Linked DNA regions of Pelodiscus sinensis: region 1 is linked to region 2. Evidence: chromatin contacts called from public Hi-C data. All regions are on one chromosome and are shown on one strand. Each heading gives the region's core, a stretch centred on a gene start, on an enhancer-like site or on the middle of the called end of the contact. The rest is flanking DNA. Distances are from core to core; before and after follow the strand shown. Region 1 holds the start of GTF3C5 (general transcription factor IIIC subunit 5). Region 2 holds the start of TTF1 (transcription termination factor 1).

Region 1 (5,035 bases), core at 2,427-4,926, 550 kb after region 2:
GCCAGCACGGGAATCCCCCATTCCTACAGAGGTAAGTAATCGCTTTCAGGCTCTCTCCACAGGCTCTGCGATGGAGAATGCTTTGGAAGGGACCTCACAAGGAAGAAATCAGAAGGGAATCACTTCTACTGAAAGGCATGGGATGCATAGTCCTATTGGATGGGGGTTCCATAACCACCACCCCCAAAAGAAGAAGGCGGGTGGTGGTTGGGGACTCCCTCCTAAGAGGGACTGAGCCATCCATCTGCCATCTGGACCTAGATTCTTGAGAGGTGTGCTGCTTACTGGGTGCTCGGATTCAGGATGTAACTGAGAGGCTTACAAAACTGTTCAAAACCTTCAGATTGCTACCCCTTCCTGCTTCTCCATGTGGGAACTAACGATACGGCCAAGAATGAACTTGAACAGGTTACTGCGGATTATGTAGAGTTGGGAAGAAGGATCAAAGATTTAGGAGTGCAAGTGGTGTTCTCGTCCCTCCTCCCTGTTGAAGGGAAAGGACTGGGTAGGGATTGTCGAATTGAGGAAGTAAATGCGTGGTTGCACAGGTGATGTCACAGAGAGGGCTTTGGTTTCTTCGACCATGGGACTCTGTTCTGGGCACAAGGATTGTTAGGAAGAGATAGGATACACCTAACAAAGAGAAAAAGGAGGCAGGCTTGCAAACCTAGTGAGGAGGGCTTTAAACTAGGTTTGTTGGAGGATGGTGACCAAAACCCTGAGGGGAGTGGGTAAGTCAGATACCGGGAAGAAATGCAAAGAGGAATGAGCAACAAAGGAGGACCCGTGATTCGAATGCATAGGGTATGGCGATCAACTGGTTATCTTAGGTGTTTGTACACCACTGTGAGAAGCCTGGGTAACAAACAGGAAGAATTGGAGGCCCTGGCCCAGTCCAAGAACTACGATTTGATTGGGATAACATAGACTTGGTGGGATAACTCTCATGACTGGAGCGCTGTTATGGAAGGGTATAAACTGTTCAGGAAGAACAGGCAGGGGAGAAAAGGAGGAAGAGTTGCACTGTATGAAAGAGAGCACAATGATTGCTCAGAACTCCAGTATATAGAGGGAGAAAAGCCTGTTGAGAGTCTATTGGTCAAGTTTAGAGATGTAAGCAACAGCAGTGATGTTGTGGTTGGTGTCTGCTACAGGCTGCTGAATCAGGTGGATGAGGTAGATGAGGCTTTCTTCAGACAACTGAGAGAAGTTTCCAGATCACAGGCCCTGGTTCTCATGGGGAACTTTAATCACCTTGACATCTGTTGGCAGACCAATACGGCAGTACACAGACAGTCCAGGAAGTTTTGGAGAATGTTGGGGATAACTTCTTGGTACAAGTGCTGCAGGATCCGACCAGAGGCCGTGCGCAGCTTGACCTGCTGCTCACATACAGGGAGGAGCTAATAGGGGAAGTAGATGTGGGTGACAACCTGGGAAGTAGTGATCACGAGATGGTAGATTTCAGGATCCTGACCAAAGGAAGAAAAGAAAGTAGTAAAATAAACACTTTGAACTTCAGAAAAGCAGACTTTGACTCCCTCAGGGTATGTCTACACTATCCCGCTAGTTCGAACTAGCGGGGGTAATGTAGTCATCCGCACTTGCAAATGAAGCCCGGGATTTGAATTTCCCGGGCTTCATTTGCATGAAGCCGGCCGGCGCCATTTTTAAATGCCAGCTAGTTCGGACTCCGTGCCGCGCGGCTACATGTGGCACGGACTAGCTAGTTCGGATTACGCTTCCTAATCCGAACTAGCTAGTCCATGCCGCGTGTAGCCGTGCGGCACAGAGTCCGAACTAGCCGGCATTTAAAAATGGCGCCAGCCGGCTTCATGCAAATGAAGCCCGGGAAATTCAAATCCCGGGCTTCATTTGCAAGTGCGGATGACTACATTACCCCCGCTAGTTCTTGCCAGCAAGTTAAGGGAATATGGATTGGATAAATGGACGGTAAGATGGATAGAAAGCTGGCTGGAATGTCGGGCCCAGTGAGTAGTGATCAACAGCTTGATGTCAGGATGGCGGTCGGTTTCTAGTGGAGTGCCCCAAGGTTCGTTTCTTGGACTAGTTTTGTTCAACATCTTTATTAATGACCTGGATGAGGGGATGGATTGCACCCTCAGCAAGCTTGCAGATGATACTAAGCTAGGGGGAGAGGTAGACACGCTGGAGGGAAGGGATAGAGTCCAGAGTGACTTAGACAAATTGGAGGATTGGGCCACAAGAAATCAGATAAGGTTCAACAAAGCCAAGTGTAGAGTCCTGCACTTGGGACGGAAGAATCCCAAGCATTGTTACAGGCTGGGGACCAACTGGCTAAGTAGCAGTTCTGTAGAAAAGCACCTAGGGTATGTCTACACTACCCTGCTAGTTCGAACTAGCGGGGTAATGTAGGCATACCTCACTTGCAAATGAAGCCCGGGATTTGAATTTCCCGGGCTTCATTTGCATAAGCGGGGAGCCACCATTTTTAAAACCCCGCTGGTTCGAACCCCGTGCAGCGCGGCTACACAGGGCTCGAACTAGGTAGTTCGGACTAGGATTCCTATTCCGAACTACCGGTACACCTCGTGGAATAAGAGATCCTCTTATTGCAATCCCCCAGTTATTGCAAGTAGGAATAAGAGATCCTCTTATTGCAAGTAGGAATAAGAGATCCTCCGGAAAAGGGCTTTATTCCGGAGGATCGCGCCAGTCTAGACGCTCTTTTCCGGCTTTTCCCCAAGCGACGGCCATGTTTATTTAAATCCCGCGGGGGATATTTAAATCCCCCGCGGATTTCCCTATTCTGACTTGCCTGCTTTGCATGCCTCTTCCGGAGAAGGGGGCCAGTCTAGACGTAGCCTAAGTGTGTAGGGGTATGTCTACACTAGCCCCCTAGTTCGAACTAGGGAGGCTAATGTAGGCATTCGAAGTTGCAAATGAAGCCTGGTATTTAAATATCCCGGGCTTTATTTGCATCTTCCCGTCCAGGCGCCATTTTTAAATCCCCCTAGTCCGAACTAACTGCCCATGGCTACACACGGCACTCAAACGTTAACTCGAACTAAGTCCTTAGTTTGAGTTAACTGTTATACCCATTCCACGAGGTATAACAGTTAACTTAGTTCGAGTTAACGTTTGACTGCTGCTTGTAGCCGCGGGCAGTTAGTTCGGACTGGGGGATTTAAAAATGGGAAGATGCAAATAAAGCCCGGGATATTTAAATCCCAGGCTTCATTTGCAACTTCGAATGCCTACGTTAGCCTCCCTAGTTCGAACTAGGGGTCTAGTGTAAACATACCCTAAATGCAGTTAGCAAAACTATCCTATCCTGGGAGACTGTCCTGGTTATGACAATGTTGCAGCCCACTGAGATGAAGGAGGGCCACTCATGCGGCCCACTCACTAGCCTAGTTTGCCCATCTCTGGTCTAGCAGCTGGAGCAGGAGGTCCCACAACAGCTGTTGGGGTTCTGGACTCAGGGGAAGTGAGGGGGCTGCCAGGCCTTGTTAGAGCCACAAAGGCCTCGAAGAGGCTAGAAGCCATAGAACAGGCTGCTCCAGGGGGCGCTGTCCCCTTGCAGTCTGGCTGGAGGGCAGGTTGGTCGGAACCATTCTTTCCCGGAACCTTGGTGCTGCGCCGGGAGGGGAGCGCATTGGGGAGCGGACTGGGGGGGGGGGGCTGAAGCAGGCGGTGGTGGAGGGGCGGCCGGGCCGGGGGCAAGATGGCGGCCGGGGGCGGTGGAGAGCAGGGCTCGGCCGTGCTGGAGCTGGCCCGCGGCTCGCGGCTGGTGTGCGTGGAGTATCCGGGGGTGGTGCGCGACGTGGGCAACATGCTGCGGACTCTGGGAGGAGAAGAGGGGGTGTCCCGGGTAAGGGGGCGGCCCGGGGGGGGAGGGGACGTGCGAGCCCCGGGTAACGGGCAAAGGGTGCTCGGGTGGAAAGGGCTTTGCTGGCTGGTTGCAGGCCGGTAGGTGGGTGTCCTGGGTAAGGGGTCCCCTGGGGGGGATCTTAGGGCTTCCCGGGGGGGGGGGGTGTCCCAGGAGTCCCAGGGCCCGGTTGTGCTGGGTGATGGGGCTGGGAACAGCGAGTGCTTGGTCGGAGAGTCCCCTGGGTTATGGCGGGAAGGACCTGGCAGTGCTCAGAAGGCGGGAGGTGCCCTAGTGAAAGGGACCTCAATGGGAAGCAGGCTGAGGGTTATCCTGGGAGAGAGAAGGCTTTGGAGATGTTAACTTTGGGGGGTGGGGGCGGCAGTAGAGGGGGGATGAAGGGGAGCATGGTGGGGAGTCTGGAAAGCGGATCTAGAGTTGTGAGTAAAAGCGGGTGATCCAGTTCGTTGAGCTCTCTTGCAGCGCGTGACCCTGTAAGCTGCATGTTTGGATCAGAGAGGCGCACAGCTAAAGGCATTAGAGAGATTGTAGTTGGAGAGAAATGGCCTAAATAAGAGTGTGAGAAGCTATGGTTCTCTGTGGTAAAAAGACTGGCTGTGGGGCTGATGCCCCATGGAAAGAGGGCAATGGTCATTGGAAATAGAGGTAGTGCTTTGGCATGGTGGTGGATTTGGGAAGCATGGTGCAAAGGAAAATTCTGTGTTTTTTGGTGTGGGAGGGGACAAATTTGATGATGAAAAGTGATGGTGCTCTTGGTAATTTAGATCTATGCTGACCCTGGCAAAAGACTGGAGTTGTACTTCCGTCCCAAGGATCCCTACTGCCATCCTGTGTGTGCCAACCGCTTCCCTACTTCATCCATGCTCTTTAAGGTAAAGCGGAAGATCAGAAGGAAACGGTTGGAAGCTGAAGGAGAAACCCAAGAGGAAATCAAGTTTGAAATGGAAGTTCTTGGGGTTGTCTCCACTGTTTACAAATTTCAAGGTAGTAATTTGATCTGCCTGTGTGAGGAATAGGGACTAGCTTTTTGGGTGGAAAAAGTGAACCTGTATGTAGGGAATTTTATGTGAGATGGACATGATACAATCCTTCTTCTGTATTGTGACTTAATAATGCATTGTCTTCTCTGCTGTTGTGTTAGGTTATGCTGTAAATAAACAT
Region 2 (4,699 bases), core at 1,772-4,271:
TAGAATTTTAGTATGATGGCTGAGTTTGCTTTTCCTTGCTCAGCTGTGGCCATCCCTTCCTCCCTAAAGGCACCCCATGCAGAGAAGGGCCTGGGGAGAGGGGTATCCCTTCACTCCCACTCTTGCAAGACATTCCCCCCATTCCTCCAACACCTCCTTAACTGTTAAGGGGGACAGTGCTGGCAGCGCAAGCCTATGCAGGGAAGAGATTGGGGGTGTGGGGGAGAAGCTGGCCCTGCTGTGGCCTCCCCCATGCAGAGAATGGGGCTAGGGGGCTTCACCTCCTTCCCACTCCAGGGATGATTTCCCCCTTCCCTTTCCAGTCCCTGCTTGCCTCCTTAACAGTTCCAGCCTCTTGCAGCTGCCTGGTGGAGGAGGGGGGAGGGCAGCAAGCAAACAGAAACACTGAGCTCCAGCACATGGAGTTTTCCCCTCAGGCCAGATCTCCTGCATGGAGGAGAGGAACGAAGTGTTCATAGGGTTGCCAGATGTCCGATTTTCACCCGGACTGTGCATTATTTGGGTCCCCGTCCGGTAAAAAAAAAAACCAGAAAGTATGTCCAGTATTTCCTGTTTCCCTCGGACAGAAGCCCACCGGGGACAATTTTCCCCTGCCACATCTGGCGGGAGCTAGGGGAGTGAGGAGTATGGTAGAGGCGAAGCAAAGGGGGGGGCAGGAGGGCACACTTGCCGGGCACCACACTAGGGGGGTGCAAGACTGGGGTGGGAGCAGAGCGCACGTTGCTCTGGCCCACGTTGACCCTTTGAGCAGAGACCCGGGAGCTGGCCACGTGATGCCTCCCTGTACACTCTGTGAGTGGAGACAGCCAGACCGGGCGGCAGGAGCAGCGAATTTAAAAGTATTTTCTTACCTGGCCATCCCATTCCTCCGGTGCCTGGCTCTGCGGAGTGGGGGGTAGATGGGGAGGGGATTTGATTGGGGTGGGGCACTCCTGGCACTGGGGATGTCTGGCTCAGAGGGATGCACTGGGATGGGGGACGCTGTGGGGGACCTGGCTCTCAGGCAGGGGTGAGTGCATTGGGATGGGAGACACTGTGGGGGGCCTGGCTCTAGGGGAGAGGAGAGTGCATCGGGATGGGGGGCACTGGGGCGCCTGGCTTTGGGGGAGTGCACTGGGATGGGGGGTTTTGGGGTGCCTGGCTCAGGGGGAGGGGTGGGTGCACTGGGGTTTAATGTGTGGACCCAAACTGGAGGGAGAGGTGTAAAATGCAGGACAAGCTCTCCTCCTCCCGCCAGGGTCAGGCTCAGCTTTTTTTTTCCCTCTCTCTCTCAACAACTTTGGTCTCCCCTTTCTTTTCCCCCCTGAACAGAATTTTTTTCCCCGTTTTTTTTTCCTTGCAGGTGGAGTGTTTGGTATTTTTTATTTAACCATCTGGCAACCCTAAGTGTTAATCCGTGCTGCAGAGGAGGCTAGAGAAGCTTTTAAAGCAGCTGCTGGGACTCTCTGCAGTGTTTTACAGTTGCTGGATCCCCCCACCCCAAGGGCTGGATTAAATTGTTTGGTGGGCTGATGCAGCCCATGGGCTGGAGGTTCCCCACACCTGTGATAAGCTTTTACTTATCAGATAGTCAACTAGTCACTTACATCCCTAACACTAATGATTTATGCATACAAATGGGATAATCATGTTCATTTAGTTATCCAGCAGTAAACTCAAGATAAAAATTTTCAGTAGGGACTAAGGGTGTTAAGAGGCAGGTAACTGGCAATTTGTATTAACTACATGATTAGTGGATAGGGGAAAGCGCTCAGTCCAGGTTTGCACCGAGTCCAGGATCTACCCTCGCTGTGGCTTGGCAATTTAAATGTAATAGGAACTGGGCTGCCTGCGCCTACTACATTTAAACTGCAGAGCCACAGTGGGGGTAGCTCCTGTACCCAGCACAAGCCAATTAACTAGGGAAAGGGAAAGGCAGCACTGCTCCTGCTCTTGCTCCCACATCCCATTGCTGCCTCTGATACAGAGAGAATGTGAGTAATCAGGTAGTTAACTACTTGCTTACATTCTTAGTAGGGACACACCCTGTGAAGGCTTCCTTTAGTCCTGCCTTTTTTTTATTTGAGAGACAAGGTGAATGCGATAATATCTCGTAAATTGGGCCAACTTCTGTTAGTAAAACAGAAAAGTTTTTAAGCCACAATTCTTTTGGCCATTTAGAGCTGCAGCTACGTTAGCTGCTACATGAAGAAATCAAGCATGCTGCCATGAACCACTGATTTGCTAACATCTCTGCTGAGTCTTCTGCCAACAAGATCAGTAATAGTTTTAGTCATATTACTACCTAATAGATACCCCTCAATTCATTTCACCCAGACAGCCATTCTCTGACTTGACAGCAAGTAGGGAAAATGGTAGAGCACAACCACATGCCCACTCCATTAAGGCAAATCACTGTGTTGACCCTCGTGCTGCAATTCCTCTCATATTATTCACCCCCAGCCACACTTACTCCCTCACAAAGGACCTGGGTTATGGTGTCCCAAAGCATTATACTTCATGGCCATAACCCTGCTCTATCACCACTACGCCTCCCCCGCCCCCGACACATCCCCCCCTCCCTCTACTTCTCCCTCCCACCCCACGGCCCCAACCCCTCATCTCTTCCTCCTTCCCGCCCTACTCCCAACTCTACACCCCTCCCCCGCCCGCCCCAACCGTTCATCCATCTTCCCCACCCACCCCCTCTAGACCCAGCCCTCCCGTTCCCCCTCCCTCCCGCTGGCCATCATTCCCCTTACACTCTCCCCCGCCCTCTCCACACACCCCTATTTCAGGCCGCTCCCGCGCGCCATACCTGCCCGGCTCAGCTTTCCTCGGTGCAAAGCGGCACCACTAAGGCGCGTACCTTCACTGCCGGAAGTGTCCGTCACCATCGCAGTCCCTCCTCGGCAAGGGTAGGAGCCGAGTTTCGCGGCTTCATAGACCGGAAGTGTCCCCTATCGGACCTGGATAGGAGCGGACCCGAGTCCCTCTGTCACCGCCTACGCTACTTCCGCTTGAGCGGAAGCGGGAGGCGGGTGTCATCTTCCGGTTAGATATAGGCGCCCCCTGGGCCTTCCCCTGGGCTCCGCAGGCTCGGGGCTGTGCTGAGTTAGGCCAGGCCCACCGGCTTAGCGCACAGCCCGACGAGCCCCCCAGAGTCCTCCGTACACATGCCCTTCCCCACACTACATCACCGCACCACAGCCTGCCTGGCAAGCGCCTTCGCAGGCTGGCAGGAAGGTCACAAGTGAACACGTGGCCAGAAGCCCTGCGTGTCAATATTCCAATTGTAGGTTTGCCTCAGCGGCACAAGTGAAAAAAAATGTTTTAAATCGACCATGCCAAGGGCGCCAATTTAGCTGCCGGAAGTTGTTAACTTGTTAATGATTATTTCCTATTTTGTATAGATTCCAGCAGTCGATTGTGAAAAGATTTCAGCAAAACCTTCAAAAAGGAAATAGGATGATAGTATTGTCCTATTTACTTTTTGAAGGTTTCGCTGAAACCTTTTCACAGCCGACTGTTGGAATCTACAAAATAGGAAATAAAAATTAAAAAGTTAGCAACATAACTTTTGGCAACTAAATTGGCATGGGGGAAAATGCCCCCACCCCACTGGACCATGTGGTTATATAAGGCCCCCTCCTGGAATTCACTTTTCGAGGACTCAATAGGGCACCTGCCTGCAGTCACTTTCAGGGTCAGTAAAGCCCTACAAATCTGCGGGTGTTCATGGATGGAATGTGATACGAATGTTGTATCCATACAGGGCTCTAAGGATCAGGGAATCCTGTTTGTGTTATAGCATTCATTTCCACCACCACCCTCCTCTCCCCTGCACAGTAGTTAATGCAGTACAGAAGTTTCAAAGACTGATTTCTGTAAAAAGCACGTGCACAGTTGGGCTGTGTCTAGACTGGCAAGTTTTTCTGCAAAATCATTTGCTTTTGCGGAAAAAATTGCCAGCTGTCTACACTGGCTGCTTGAATTGCCACAAGAACACTGACTTCCTACTGTCTGAAATCAGTGCTTCTTGAGGAAATACTATGCTGCTCCTGTTCGGGAAAAAGTCCCTTTTGCGCAAAGCTGAAAATGGCGATCGGGGCTTTTTTGTGCAAAAGCGAGTCTAGATTGGCACGGATGCTTTTCCGCAAAAGGTGCTTTTGCGGAAAAGCATCCGTGCCAATCTAGACGCTCTTTTCCACAAATGCTTTTAACGGAAAACTTTTCCGTAGACATAGCCCTGATGTATAGGCTTGAGGTGCATGATGCACATTTGCTTAAGTTGCTAAAAGCAGAATTACCCATTTGCCTATCATATCTGGTCAAAAGCACCATTTAGCTTGATTGATTATCATTAGTGACCTGATTTACAAGTAGGATGTTTTAATTTAAAAATGCAGCAAACCTGGCTGGTTGACTTTTTGCTTCTCAGCTTTGTTCTGTAGATCACAGCTACTAGTGAAGGTGAACTGTACGTTTTGCTTCTCATGGTTGCTGTTGAGTTAGGTGATGCATTTCCTTCAGAAATCAAAACTCCTACTTTCAGTGAAGGTTATATAGCAATGAACTTCTAGTGGGACAAGCTTTCTTTAGGCTTAGATCCTGCAAAGACATACACAGATACTACTAAACTTTATTGCACTATGAGCATTGTAAAGCTAAGCTGTGCACAAGTCTTGGAGGCTGAGGT

What was found. A called contact is a pair of places that touch in the nucleus more often than the background predicts.
Region 1: a contact with region 2 is called in a Hi-C map of blood, with 10 times the contacts expected there. The contact joins the promoter of GTF3C5 here to the promoter of TTF1 in region 2. A contact is called at or near these places in 2 of 5 Hi-C or Micro-C datasets (blood and liver).

The regions. Positions count from the first base shown.
Region 1 is chr22:15,863,043-15,868,077 of ASM4963464v1, forward strand. GTF3C5 (general transcription factor IIIC subunit 5) reads left to right here and starts at 3,677. Exons shown (of 11, transcript XM_075905808.1): 1 at 3,677-3,856; 2 at 4,639-4,858. The coding sequence starts at 3,710.
Region 2 is chr22:15,310,210-15,314,908 of ASM4963464v1, forward strand. TTF1 (transcription termination factor 1) reads right to left here and starts at 3,022. Exons shown (of 11, transcript XM_006136808.4): 1 at 2,870-3,022.